Regions from separate parts of the Sus scrofa genome. Here regions 2, 3 and 4 are each linked to region 1. A link is a contact called in public Hi-C and HiChIP or PLAC-seq data. All regions are on one chromosome and are shown on one strand. The core of a region is the stretch at or near the end of the contact, and the rest is flanking DNA. Distances in the headings are between cores, read along the strand shown. Region 1 holds the start of GBA2 (glucosylceramidase beta 2). Region 2 holds the start of TMEM8B (transmembrane protein 8B). Region 3 holds the start of CCDC107 (coiled-coil domain-containing protein 107). Region 4 holds the start of SPAG8 (sperm-associated antigen 8).

What was found. A called contact is a pair of places that touch in the nucleus more often than the background predicts. HiChIP or PLAC-seq counts read pairs in DNA pulled down with a chosen protein or histone mark.
Region 2: an H3K27ac HiChIP or PLAC-seq map of alveolar macrophages shows a contact between it and region 1. The contact joins the promoter of TMEM8B here to the promoter of GBA2 in region 1. A contact is called at or near these places in 2 of 5 promoter capture datasets (fetal skeletal muscle and liver), 13 of 47 Hi-C or Micro-C datasets (alveolar macrophages, blood, brain and 5 more) and 2 of 2 datasets of contacts at active chromatin or transcription factors (alveolar macrophages and skeletal muscle).
Region 3: an H3K27ac HiChIP or PLAC-seq map of skeletal muscle shows a contact between it and region 1. The contact joins the promoter of CCDC107 here to the promoter of GBA2 in region 1. A contact is called at or near these places in 1 of 5 promoter capture datasets (liver), 6 of 47 Hi-C or Micro-C datasets (heart right ventricle, liver, skeletal muscle and 1 more) and 2 of 2 datasets of contacts at active chromatin or transcription factors (alveolar macrophages and skeletal muscle).
Region 4: a Hi-C map of liver shows a contact between it and region 1, with 4 times the contacts expected there. The contact joins the promoter of SPAG8 here to the promoter of GBA2 in region 1. A contact is called at or near these places in 2 of 5 promoter capture datasets (fetal liver and liver), 21 of 47 Hi-C or Micro-C datasets (alveolar macrophages, blood, brain and 10 more) and 2 of 2 datasets of contacts at active chromatin or transcription factors (alveolar macrophages and skeletal muscle).

The regions. Positions count from the first base shown.
Region 1 is chr1:236,466,381-236,469,599 of Sscrofa11.1, forward strand. It overlaps GBA2 (glucosylceramidase beta 2), which reads right to left and starts at 1,507. Exons shown (of 17, transcript NM_001258385.1): 1 at 974-1,507. The coding sequence starts at 1,308. It overlaps RGP1 (RAB6A-GEF complex partner protein 2), which reads left to right and starts at 1,916. Exons shown (of 9, transcript XM_003480545.4): 1 at 1,916-2,040; 2 at 2,368-2,502; 3 at 2,865-3,001. The coding sequence starts at 2,387.
Region 2 is chr1:236,549,178-236,552,396 of Sscrofa11.1, forward strand. It overlaps TMEM8B (transmembrane protein 8B), which reads left to right and starts at 1,582. Exons shown (of 13, transcript XM_021065841.1): 1 at 1,582-1,711. FAM221B (protein FAM221B) reads right to left here and starts at 1,823. Exons shown (of 7, transcript XM_021065906.1): 1 at 1,247-1,823.
Region 3 is chr1:236,379,132-236,382,350 of Sscrofa11.1, forward strand. It overlaps CCDC107 (coiled-coil domain-containing protein 107), which reads left to right and starts at 1,441. Exons shown (of 6, transcript XM_005660223.3): 1 at 1,441-1,619; 2 at 1,706-1,860. The coding sequence starts at 1,514. LOC106509199 (a long non-coding RNA gene) reads right to left here. Exons shown (of 2, transcript XR_001306517.2): 2 at 879-1,180.
Region 4 is chr1:236,530,487-236,533,705 of Sscrofa11.1, forward strand. SPAG8 (sperm-associated antigen 8) reads right to left here and starts at 1,695. Exons shown (of 7, transcript XM_005660229.3): 1 at 990-1,695; 2 at 86-887. The coding sequence starts at 1,078. HINT2 (histidine triad nucleotide binding protein 2) reads right to left here. Exons shown (of 5, transcript NM_001244328.1): 2 at 2,489-2,629; 3 at 2,286-2,360; 4 at 2,125-2,197; 5 at 1,830-2,016. The coding sequence ends at 1,925.

The sequences.
Region 1 (3,219 bases), core at 257-2,756:
CCAGGCCCTTCCCACTGCCTAGGGCTTGGGTTAGGTACGTGGGCTCTCTACCCCAGCCCCACAGCACTGACTGCAGAAAAGAAGGATGCCCTACGTTGAGGCTGCCAGGGCTGGATTTCCCAAACTTTAAGCCTCCCTCCCCAGCTCTGTGTTTACTCTGTAGACTGACTCAGGATGATGCTTTCTGTCCTACGGCCACTTGTTCCTGTTAATAGGTCTTGGCTCCATCACTAGTTTTTTGAATCCAGTGGGAATCGAGGGATCTGGAGGAGTTCTACAGTTCAGGGTAAGCTCTTGGAGTGTCTGCACCACTTGTGGGGGAGAGATAAGGAAATGCTCTGGAAGATCATTACTAAGCTCTGGGGACACCTAAGGCAGTGCCTCCCTGGCCAAAGGTCTTCTTTGCTTTTTATATCAGGGGCTGTCTATTCTAGAACATCTCTTATCGCCTGCCCTCTCTTTAGGGCTGAGAGCAAGCAGCCTCTCACACACTCCTTGGAGCCAAAACTGATGAGGAAAGAAGCTGATGGGCGTTGGGGCTGTAAAATGCTGTGCCGAAATGAGGGTCAATAAATATTCCAGCTGCTCAGGGGAATGTGGGGCTGAGAACGCCCCCCCCCCATGACACAACAATGTATCAGTACCATATCCCCTAGAATATTCTTTCCTATCTTGCCACAAAGTATAATCCCAAAGGGCAGTCTTTGGAAAAGAGGGAGTCTGTGAGACAGCCTAAATGGGTAAGACTGACCAAAAGGTCCACATGCTCCTGTTTTTTTTTTGCTAAAAAGATGAGTTCCTGGAAGGAAGAGGGTTGCAAAGAAATGTGACCTAATCTCACCAGCCGGAACCAGTGGTTTAGAATATGTTGGGGATGGGGCCACCAGACTAGAACAAAGCACCCCCCTTACTTTCCTGCCTCTGCTAGAACAAAGCCAGGCACAAGTTATTTTAGGCAATGGGATCTACTCACCTCAAGCCCATCCCAAAATGCTTTATCAGGTTGCTCAGGGAGATGTCGTTGGCATTAAAGGGTTTTCTCTTCTCTGCAAACTCATGAGCCAGGCAGATGCGCCAGCCAAAGGGAGGCACCTGGTAGCCCTCCGCTTTACCCTCATAGGAAACCATCAGCTGCCCAGAGTCCTCTGGATTGCTGTGGCTCGGCTCATTTTGGGGTTGATTGTCCTCAGGGTTCTGGCAGTCCGTAACCTGCGCAGTCTCAGTGCCTCCAATATCTTCAGGGTAATAAGTCTGCGGATCCCCTGTGGCACAGCTGGTCGGCTCCGAGGCTGGGACTCTGGTTCCCATGTTTCCTGGATCCTGGATCCCCACGACCTCGGTAGTCTCGGGTCCCGAGCTTTCTGGTACAAAGTATCTGGCCAGCCAAGCCCAGACGCGGGCGCGGACTGCTGTTAGGTGCCGTCTCCGAGGGCTGCCCGCTGGGGAAAGCTGAGGTGAGCTGGTGTCTCCGTGGAGCCGGGGAGCTGTGGCTGCAGCGGCGGCGGCGGCGACAGCAATAAAGCCGCCAGGGTCTCGTCCTCGGTCGTCTCTCTGGGCCCTGGGCGGGAAGGATCGGGCCTCGACGTCATTGGGCCGTGGTGATTAGCTGGCCCGGCCAAAGGGCGACTTTGCCCGCGGAGAGGGGAGGAGTCCCGGGGACCGGCCCGCCAGGCACCGCCCCCGGGACCCGCCTGGGAGCTCGCGGCAGCCTCGGTCCCGTCCCGGGGCTGCAGCACCAGGCCCCCCAGGGGTGGGCGCCGGGTCCCGCCGGCCGGTGTCGGGCAGCGCCAGCGCCGGGGCGCCAGCCCGTGGGAAGGTGACCCACGGCGGCTGGACCACTCGAGCCCCTTCCGGCCCAGCCGGCCCGGCACTTCCGGTCGGAAGGGGCTGGGAGGGGGAAGGAGGACCGAGGGAAGTCCCGCCTCTGCTGCGGCCGCAGCCAAGCACTTGGCCGGGTCCAGGAGAGGTGGGCGGCGGAGGGCCTCGGTGCACCAAGCCCCCGGTTTCGACCGTGCAAGGTGTTCGGGCCAGGGGCGCGAGGTGACGGGCGGCCCTTGCCCTGGACTGAGGCCTGGAACCTCGAGGGAAAGGGGCGGAGGCGGCCTGGGGGTTCTGTCGGGGTAGGGGGACTGACCGGGCGCTGAGAGGGGCGGGGGCCCGGGACCCCGAGCGACGCCCTCCCCCTCCGCAGTGCCGAGACACCTGCCACCGGACCTCCCTTCCGCCTTCCCGCATCCCAAATCTGGGCGCTTACCTCTGACACCGTGGTGCTGAACGCCCCGTTTCCTCGGTCTTCACCCCCGGGCTCGCCTGAGACACCCCTCCCTGCCGTGGTACTGACCTCTGACACCCCTTGTTTCCTTCCAGATCCGATTCCGGAGCTGCCATGATTGAAGTAGTAGCAGAGTTGAGCAGAGGTCCTGTGTTTCTGGCGGGGGAAGCGCTGGAGTGTGTGGTGACTGTCACCAACCCCCTGCCGCCTACGGCCACGTCTGCATCCAGGTGGGGATGCTGATACTGAAGACGGTGGTCCTTCTGGGAGGAAGCCTGGTATCTATAGTGCTGAGCTGCCTATAGCTACATCATCACTTTGTTGCTCATTGTGCTCTCATTGCAGGAAAGGGCTATTTAACAGGTGTGGGTGACATAACCCTCTACTCTCCTTTCTTCTCTCATCCCCCATTCTCCTTTTTACTCCCAATATATTTTTCCGGATTTAATGGTTTCTCTCTGGGGTTCTGGATTCTCTGGAATGGAGGCCATCCATCTCCCTGTGTTGACCTTCTCAGTGTGGTAGGGAGTTTGGGAGAGCCTTTGCGAGGTCAGGAACTCCCCTCTGATGTCCCCTTTTCCTCCTCCCATAGTGAGGCTCTGGCTTGGGCCAGTGCTCAAATCCACTGCCAGTTTCATGCCAGTGAGAGTCGAGTAGCCCTGCCTCCCCCTGACTCCAGTCAACCAGATGTCCAGCCTGAGAGCCAGACTGTCTTTCTACCACACCGAGGTTAGAGATGGGGCATTTGCCTTTGGAGGGGGATAAAATCATTGCTGCCCAAGGGTAAAAACTGTCCAATTGTTCGAGTGGGTCACTGAGGTCTCTTTTGCATTGGGGATGTGCAGGAGCATACTTGCTGCTTTAGGGGTGTAAAACTGTTCCTCTCTCAATAAGAAAAGAGGACTAGCTTAGTTTGGGTTGCCCTTTGTTGGCAGTGCTTCTTGCCC
Region 2 (3,219 bases), core at 332-2,831, 83 kb after region 1:
AATAAATGAATATCCCCCCAATCCATTCTTTCCTTTCTCTCCAAATTTGTTCAAGTTCTCATCATTTTCTAGTTCAATTATGTAATAACTTTGCCTCTCTGATACCTTTCCCAGCATATTAATCCACTCAGTCATTCTTTCTTTCATTGACTTATGAAACTTACACTTTTACAAAGAGCTGAATCTTAAAATTTTTACTCAGGCACTGGACTCATTTGAAAGAGTCTGGATAGGAGTCGAGTTAACCAAAATGACCTTACCAATGAGTTGGTGTTTTGCTGGGGTACGCCCAGGATGCTGTGGGGAGTGGGGTGTGCCTCATTTATCTTGGGAGGATGTCCGCAAGGGGTCAGTCCTCCTCAATGACTTGGGAGAGACTTTTCTAAAATACAAACCCAACAATGGCATTCCCTTGCTTAAAAAACACTTAGTGCCTCAGCCTAAGGATTAGGTCCAAATTTCTTGGCCCTGACAGTCAAGGCCTGTCATCATTTGCCACACTGCCCAAGGATTCTAGCCTTAACTTCCCTTGCTCTCTACTTTGTCCCATGCTCCAGAAATAGTACATTTTTTTCTTTCTCTCTTTCTTTCTTCCTTCCTTCCTTCCTTTCTTTCTTTCTTTTCTTTCTTTCTTTCTCCTTCCTTCCTTCCTTCTTTTCCTTTTTGCATTTTAGGGCTGCACCTGTGGCATATGGAGGCTCCCAGCCTAGGGGTCAAATAGGAGCTACAGCCATAGCAATGCCAGATCCGAAACTCGTCTATGGCCTACATCACAGCTCACTGCAAGGCCAGATCCCGGATCCACTGAGCAAGGGCAGGGATCGAAGCCGCATCACCATGGATACTAGTTGGATTTGTTGCTGCTGTGCTACAGAAGCTGCATCCTCATGGATACTAGTTGGATATGTTGCTGCTGTGCTACAACGGAACTCCACATTTATTATTTCTTAAACTCATCAAGGCCTTTCCAAAGGGGAAGTTTGGGTCAGGAGGTAGGATGATGGGGAGGAAGATGGCCAGATATTTAGCAAGAGAAAAATGGGCCAGAGGGTGAAGAACCAAAGGATGGGAGGAGAGGGAAGGAAAAAGAAGGGGAGGAAGGAACTGAGTGGAGAAACGTGGGGGCGGGGGGGGGATAAGGATGAAACACAGGAAATGGGAGGGGGTTGGACTGAGGTGGGAAGAGACAGACAGTATTAGAAGGGAATGAGAGTTTGGAGGAGGGGCCGTTTGAGAGACTACATACCTCTGGGCTTTGTTTCAGCTGTTACAAATCCTTAGATCAGGATCTTGTCTGAAGCTGGGAAAAGAAAATGTTGGCCCCAAGGGAGAGGAGGCACTTGATTGTAGATGAGCCCTGGCTGCGGGTGCTGTGTGGTGAGAGGCCTTGCCTGCAAGTTACGACTTTGGGAGGGAACTTGGACACCTGCGGAAATTCGCAAAGGAGCTGTGGCCAGTTCTGAAGGGTGGGAGGAGGTGGGTCGAGGTGGGTCCAGGCCAGAGGAGGGAGGGTCTTGACTGAAGCCTGTGGAACCCAGGCTGGGGAGTAGTGCATCCGTCACCGTGGCAACCGGAACGCCCAGTAGTCTCCGTGGCAACAGCAGTCTGGCCACCTCACGGGTGGGCGAGGTCTCCTGAGGGGACTGCATTGGATCCAGAGGAGAGAAACCTAGAGGGATCACTTCTTTTAAGAGGGATTCGAGGGATCTCTGTGAGTGTTTTTTCGGGATCTTTTGAGAGTCTCTGGGGAGGGCCTGCAGATATCTCTGGGGAGGTCCGTGGGTGTCTGGGTTTGTGAGGGTTCCTAGAGATGTCTGTAGGATGGTCAGTGGAGGTTATGAAGATCCGATGGGGGCTTCTGGGTTCTTCGGTTGGGGTGAGAAAGAGACTCCGGTAGCTGGGGCTGGGGCGGAGTCTGTGTTCGAACCCAGCAGGGACAAGTTAGAGACCAATGGAGTAGAGCCAGGGGCGGGCTTTAGTAAGAAGGACCAATAGAACTAACCGGGGGGCGGAGCGTCATATGACGTCAGGCAGAGGCCGCCGCCGCGGGGCCTGGTTTTCGCCGGTCCAGCGCAGCCCGGAGTCGCCCAGGCCTGAACTCCTACCCAGGTCCCCGGCCCGGCCCCAGCCGGCCCGACCCCGGCCCCGGGCCCGCGAGGACGCCGCAGGCCATCCCTCCGGGGGTGGGAGCGGAGCCGCGGGTCAGCTCTGCGAGCGCCCGCGCTGGCCTGTCCGGCCCCGCCCCCGCCCCGGGCCATGGCCCAGCCCTTGTCCCGGCCCCTGGTCCCATCCCGGTCCGGTCCTTGGCCCCCGACCCCGCCCTCTCCCCACTTCCCAAATCGGTTCCAGCTCCGGCCTGGGTCCCAGCGAATGCCCAGATCCGGGTCCCAGCTCAGGCCCCCACTCCAGTCCCAGTCCCAGTCCCAGTCCCAATCCCAATCCCAGTCCCTGGCCTGGCTCCCGTCCCAGCCCCTGCACCTGTTTCACCTCCTTTCCCAAATCCCAGCCCAGCCCCTGTCCCAACCCCATTCTCAGTATTTACTGAAGGCGGGGGCCCAATCCCTGCCCTTGGTCCAGTCCCCATCACAGCCCCTCCTTCCACCACATCGCTTACCCTTATACAAGCTCCAGTGCCCAGCCCAGCCCAACTCTTTACCCCAGTCTTTGTCCTCATCTCTGTGTTTACCAAAGTCTCTCCCACTACCTACCACTCTCTCTCATACCCTACCCTTCTCCCAGCCTCGACTCAGGTCTGGGCTCCAGCTGCCATCAGCCTTACTGCTGCTGTTGCTGTTGTCTGTCCTTGGCCCAGGGGCTGGTGAGTGCAGAAGCAGGAAAGACTGAAGCAGGGATGGGGTTTTGGCAGGGAGGGGCTGACTAGAGGGATTCAGGAGAGGTGGGTCCTGGGCACCTAGATCATTGGGGAAGAAGCAGAGAGAAATAGGAAGGAGAGAAGTCTTATGTAACTGAGAGGAATGGTGAGGGTCGAAAGAGTGGTAACTGTGGGCTCGAGGCTCAGCAGGTGGCTTAGAGTCCTGAGGCCAGAGATTCCAAGGTTTTCCTTCTTGGGGTCCATCCTGACTCTACTTCGACTCTTGTTTTTCCAAAAAAGTCTTGAGGGCTTTGCTCCTGCTTATGAAGTTAGATGGGGGAGACACAGTCCCTCAGCAGAGAGCCTCTAGTTCAGTGTGGGAGAATCTGGCTTAAACTTTTGAGGTA
Region 3 (3,219 bases), core at 191-2,690, 87 kb before region 1:
TTTCAGAATACAGGTATTTTGTCTCTTTAGGTAGGTTTACTCCTAGGTATTTTATTCTTTTGGATGCAATGGTAAATGGGATTGCTTCCCTAATTTCTTTCTGATCTTTCATTGTTAGTGTATAAAGATGCCGTTGATTTCTGCAACATCTTCTCAGATCCACCTCTTAGAGTAATGTCAGTAAAAACAAAACTAGGAGTTGCCATCGTGGCGCAGTGGTTAACTAAATCCGACTAGGAACCATGAGGTTGCAGGTTCGATCCCTGGCCTTGCTCAGTGGGTTAAGGATCCAGCATTGCTGTGAGCTGTGGTGTAGGCCGGTGGCTACAGCTCCAATTCGACCCCTAGCCTGGGAACCTACATATGCCGCGGGAAGCGGCCCTAGAAAAAGGCAAAAAAAGATTTTTCTCCCATTTGTAAAGACATGGAAACAACCTAGATGTCCATCGACAGAGGAGTGGATCAAGAAGATGGGGTACATATACACAATGGAATATTACTCAGCCATTAAAAGGAACGAAATACTGGCATTTTTAGCAACATGAATGGACCTAGAAATGATCATGCTAAGTGAAGTCAGTCAGACACTGAGACACCAACATCAAATGCTTTCACTGACATGTGGAATCTGAAAAAAGGACAGAATGAACTTCTGTGCAGAACAGATATTGACTCACAGCCTTTGAAAAACTTAAGAGTTTGCAAGGGAGACAGTTGCGGGGGGTGGAGGATGTGCTGGGGTTGTGGGCTGGAAATCCTATAAAAATGGATTGTGACGATCATTGTACAACTATAAATGCAATAAATCCATTGAGCAATAATTTTTTTTTCTTTAAAAAAAATAAATAAATAACCACCTTGTTACCTTCCAGAAAGGATTAAAATCAGCCGTGCTGAGAATGAGCCCCGTGTGGTTGGTGCGCGGAAGCGCACTGCCTGTGTAACTATTTCGGCTGACGGATGACATCCCTGCCACACGCCGCTCGGCGAAATCGCTTCTTAGCGGATTAACCGTGAGGTGCAGGGACAGTCTACGTGCAGGCGCACGTGGCACTCTCTGCCTTAGGTCCGGGGACTTTCCCCTAGGCGTAAATAAGGAACTAGTCCCTCGTTTGTAGCCTAGGAAACAGGCCTTCAGCACGAGCTTCACTGGTGGGTGGGCTCCTGTAACCTTTTATAGCTGGAAGAAAAAATTTATTTTATGATTAGGGTGAGGATGTGGACTAGTGTGGGAAACCACTTTATCGCATACTCTTCTAAGGTTGTAAGCTTCTGGACACTTTCTGGCTAACCGAATCCCTAAATGGAGATAAGAAATGAACTAATTTCTAAAATAAACTAAGCTGGGCTCCCGGTCCTATGCAAATAAATCCTGGCCCCGCCCATACGCTAGGTGGGCGTGACCTTCCAGGGAGGCCCGGAGCGGAACGGGCTCCAGGGCGCGCGTGCGCGTGCGCATGGGCGCGTGCGGCCAACGCCGGCTCCTCCCAGGTTCTCCTGTAGTCCGCCTGCAATGGCTAGCGTGGTCTCGCTAGCGGGTGCGGTGGGGCTGCTACTTATGTCTGCGCTGCCCGAGGTCCTCGGAGACCGCTCCAGCCCCGACCGCCCGGCACACCCAGGTACCACCGAGGTCTGTTAGAGGGAGGCAGGGACTGCCTACCGGCCCCAACCCCCAGCTCTACTGACCCGCCTCTGCCCTCCTCAGGAGACGCCGCCCAGGTCGGCCCCGAGGCCACAGAACTCCGGCGGCGGTCGCCGCCGCCCAAGGATCAGCGCGACCCAGCTCGAGCCGGGGCGTTGCCCTTGGGGGCGCTGTACACCGCGGCCGTCGTGGCTTTTGTGCTGTACAAGTGTTTGCAGGTGCGGGACGACGAGAGGAGGGAGGGGATGCCCGGGTTCTGAATCTCCCGTTGGGTCCCTATGGTACCAAGAACAAGACTCATTTTCCTGTCCATCTGTAAAGTGAAGACCTGAGTCCTCTGGGTTTCCAGCCTTATGAGATTATTTTGAGTAGCTATCGAGGTGAATGGCACTTGATAAATTGTAAATAAATAATGACCATCCCATTTAATCCTCCCATCAATCCAATGTAGGGGTTAGTCACTTGCTCAAGGTCACCCAGAGCTAGTAACTGGTGGAACTGGGACTTGAACCCAGCGACTGTCCATACTACAGTGAGTGCGGTTCCTGGTAAGATTCCAACCTTGGCACGAGCAGCTGATTACTTAGCCAAAGTGTTTTTAGAGTTCGAGGTACCAAGCAGTCTCAAGTTCTTGGGAAGGAGGCTCTGAAATGTGAACTGATAGTACATTTTGGTAGATTCAAACTGTTGAAATGGAACGTAGTACCTCCCAGGGCTCTGACTTTAGCCGTATCACTTAATTGCATTGGGAAATAGAGGGCTGAGCCAATTTGGAGATAGGAAACTAGGAAGGATAGCTAACCATGATTCATAATAAGACTGGACAAGCTAGGATGAGGGCTGGACAAGCTAGGATGAGGGACTGAATATAATGATGAAATTCAACATAGATAGATAATACTTTTTTTTTTCTTTTTTTTTTTTTTGTATTTTCCAGGGCCACACCCTCAGCATATGGAGGTTCCTGGGCTAGGGGTCTAATCGGAGCTGTAGCCTTCAGCCTACGCCAGAGCCGCAGCAACACCAGAACCGCAGCAACCCCAGATCTGAGCTGAGTCTGCGACCTACACCACAGCTCACGGCAATGCCGGATCCTTAACCCACTAAGTGAGGCCAGGGATCGAACCTGCAACCTCATGGTTCCTAGTCAGATTTGCCAATGGCTGAGCCACGAGGGGAACTCCAGATAATAAATTCTATTCTTGGACCCAAATATAGTCTGGAAGAAACATAATTTAACAGCAATTTATTGATTAATGAGGTTCAGTTGTGTGATGTGACAGCCCACTTCCCAAATCAATGCTAGGAAGAAGGTATTTTGTTCTTTATCTTCTGATTAGAACCCTGCGGGGGAATTCTATTGAGGGCACAACTTTAAGAGCACTATATCCTTTTTTTTTTTTTTTTTTTTGCTTTTTTTGCTTTTTAGGGCCGCACCCAAGGCATGTGGAGGTTCCCAGGCTAGGGGTCGAGTAGGAGCTACAGCTGCTGGCCTACAGCATAGCAATGCAGAATCCAAGCAGCATCTAGGACCTACACCACAGCTCAGGGCAACGCCAGATCCCACTGAGCGAGGT
Region 4 (3,219 bases), core at 445-2,944, 64 kb after region 1:
AATGACCATGATATCCTTTCTGGTACCCACCCTCATCAACTGGGGGCAGCTTTCAAGCAGAGAGAGCAGGTCAAAACCTTAATACCTCCTCCTCCCAGTTGTAGAGAAGGCACTGGCCCCGTGGCAGTGTTTCACTGGGTATCTTACTCTTCCCTTCAACCTCAGAGGGCTTCCAGTGTCCTCGGGTGCCAGGTTCTGATACTTGCAAAAATTTCCAGGGTTGTTTCTGAGGCTCCCAGTGGCTGTCGTGACTCCAGGAGGCATAATTAGGGACCAGATCTGCCCTTGGGTTTCTGAAGCCTGGAGGAGCAGAGGAGCTGAACCCAGGGTCATGGCCACAGCCTGGACTATGCCTAGAATCAGAGGCAGGACCGGGACCAGTGCCTTCACCAGATCTACCACCAGGGCCTGGACCAGAGCCACCACCAGGACCAGAACTGGTGCCAGGACCAGGACTAGAGCTGGAGCCAGGAACAGGGCCAGAGCTGGAGCCAGGAACAGGGTCAGAGCTGGAGCCAGGAACAGGGCCTTGGCTAGAGATAGGATCATTTGCAGTGTAGGAATTTCGAGCAATATGGGAGACCTGGACAGGCTCAAAGCCAAGTCTCCCATGGCCTATCTTGTGGGTAAATCTGGGGGTGGTGTGGTGCGCCGCAGTAAGATTGTCAGAGAAGGGCTCCAGGAGAAGGCTCCGTTCTGAGTAGGGCGCTGGGGTCTGTGTAGATAATGCAGCTGCCTTGGCAGTGGAGGCAGCTGCAGTGGCTGCAGCAGCTGCTGAGGCTGCTGCAGTTGCAGCTGCCAGAGCCGACCTATGACGGCCATCCAAAGAAGGCAAGGGATCTGAAGTGGTCCCTAGTTCTTCGGAGCTAGGCTGTTCGTCTAAAGAGCTGAAAAAAAGTGAAAAAGGCAAAGTCGTCAAAAGGGCAGCGGGGGAAGTCCACTGACCTTCCTTGTCCCCTTATGCCTGCAGCCAGAGCTGCAGATCTCACCGCGATGGCGATAGCTCTGTGGAGTCAGTGGTTTCCATCTTGCGACACTCGCTACTGGGTACTGCGTTGCTATAGAGACGGCAAACCATTCCAGGAGACTGCGCAGAACTAGAGCTGGGCGGACGTGGAGGGCGGGGGTGGGGGTGGGGGTGGGGGTGGGGGTGGGGGTGGAGGCAAGTTCTCTGCGGGGCGGAAGTCTTGAATCTGGTGCACTCTGGGAAGTGCGCTTTCCATCCGGCCTGGCTGCTAAGATTCGCCGGCCTAAGGTCTCGCCCTTCATACCCGCGCAGGACTTTTGGAGGCTTTCTAAAGTGGTTCTTTGTGTTGAATACAGGCACAGTGCTGTGGAATCAGACAAAAGCCTACTTGATGTGTTTCTACAAGGGACAATGGTAGCTTCCCCTAATTTCATTCTCAAAAGTGGGGCATCTTTTTAAAATTTTTAAGGTGGAAAATACATCAGACAACAGCTTAAACAGAATGGTGAGACATGGGGCAGCAGATGTTTTGAGTGTGATAACTTCTCCAATGAAAGGCCCTCACCTTGACCCTCCTCCTTCCAGACCCCCTTATAACTTGGCTTGGTATCTGAATTGAGCAAGTCTTGGGATACTGGCTTTACTTATTCAGGCACATTCTTAGAACTGCTGCTTTTCTAGAAGTTTAACCCAGGTGGACCATGAGTCATGAACTCATAGATACACAGGCAAGTGCTCCTTTGACTGCATCATGGGCTTCCTTAGTGTTTCAGACCATAGTCAAGGGGGATCAAAGTCTTGAATCAGTTTTCTTTTCTATTTGAGGTATAAATCTTTATATATTTAAGACAGGGATCCAGAATTGAGGGAGAACAAGTTTATTGGCATCATTGGGTCCTGTTATTTCCCTACCCCGTCCAAGCATCCAAGTCTGGGGTCCTTGGTCCTTTGGTAGGTTCAACCTGGAGGCCACTGGAGCTGTCTGCCCCCAAGTACATGAATGTGCAGGTGATACACAGACTGTGCACCCAGCTTCCCATCGTTGATCACTGAAATGGTGCGTCGGGTTAGGGGGTTAAGATGGTCAAAGAATGAAGATCATATTGAGAGGTTAGATCAATTGATGGTGAGGGGCTCAAGGGCCAAATGTCACTCACCAAGTCGGTATCCATCTCCCAGTCCTTCAGCCTTTGCTGTCTTCTTTGCCACAAGGAGAAGGTGTCCTAAAAGCTACAGGGAAAGGGGAGGGAGACAGGTGGCTTCATTTACAGGGAACAAAACCTTTCCCTCAGCCAAACCCTGGCCCTGTTCTTCCCACCTGCTGGTCTTCTTCTTCAGCCTGGCTAATCCGGGGAATGGGCTTCTTAGGAATGACCAGGAAGTGCACAGGAGCCTGAGGGGCCACATCACGGAATACAAGACACTGGGAGCAGTGAACATGCCAGAGGCCACCATGTTAGTTCAACAAACTGGATGGTATTTATGAAATTCTTAAGGGGATGGGTCCTAAGGGTACCCCACCTGCTGGTCCTCATATAGAATGTCAGCTGGGAGGCTTCGATCCAGGATCCGGGAGAAGATGGTTGGGGCTGCTCCCCCAGGAGCTGCCCGCTGGGCCTTGGCCACTTCATTCCCATCAGTCACACCTGCAGCTCCTCGGACCTGCAGGTGGGTCAGACACACCCACGGGAGGGAGTTGGCAATACCACTCTCCCATGTAATCAGTTGGGGCTGACAGAGGCTGGGCTTTGAAAGGCATTAATTTCACCCTTCCAAGAACCTATTAGTGGTTCCCAACCAGGGGAAAAGCTCCTCGATTTCAGAGCATCAACAGCAGAGAGCAAGGCCAGATACTGCTGGGCCTAGTTAGGTAACAGGCCGTATTACAATGCAGGATTCAGCAGTGCAGTCGACTACTGCTCCTAAAGTGTTGAGGAAATCTAGCGCTGTTTCAAGGGAAAGGATCCAGAATGAAAACCTGGAGGTTTAGGTCCCAGTTCCTATTTTACTATTTAATCACCTTAGATAAACCCCTTCTTTCTGCTTCAAATATAAAGAGGGTGGTTTGCATCATCTCTTAGGACTACTTGGAACTTTTTCCATTTGTTCTCACCTTTCAGTAAGTTTCCACTTAATTCCATTACTTGTTTTCTGATCTTTAAGCTGTTACTTGTTTTAGCCATATTTTAATACAATTGCCCTGTATGACACAAGGGCGTCTAGGTGTCACATCTGACCTCTTACTGTGAACT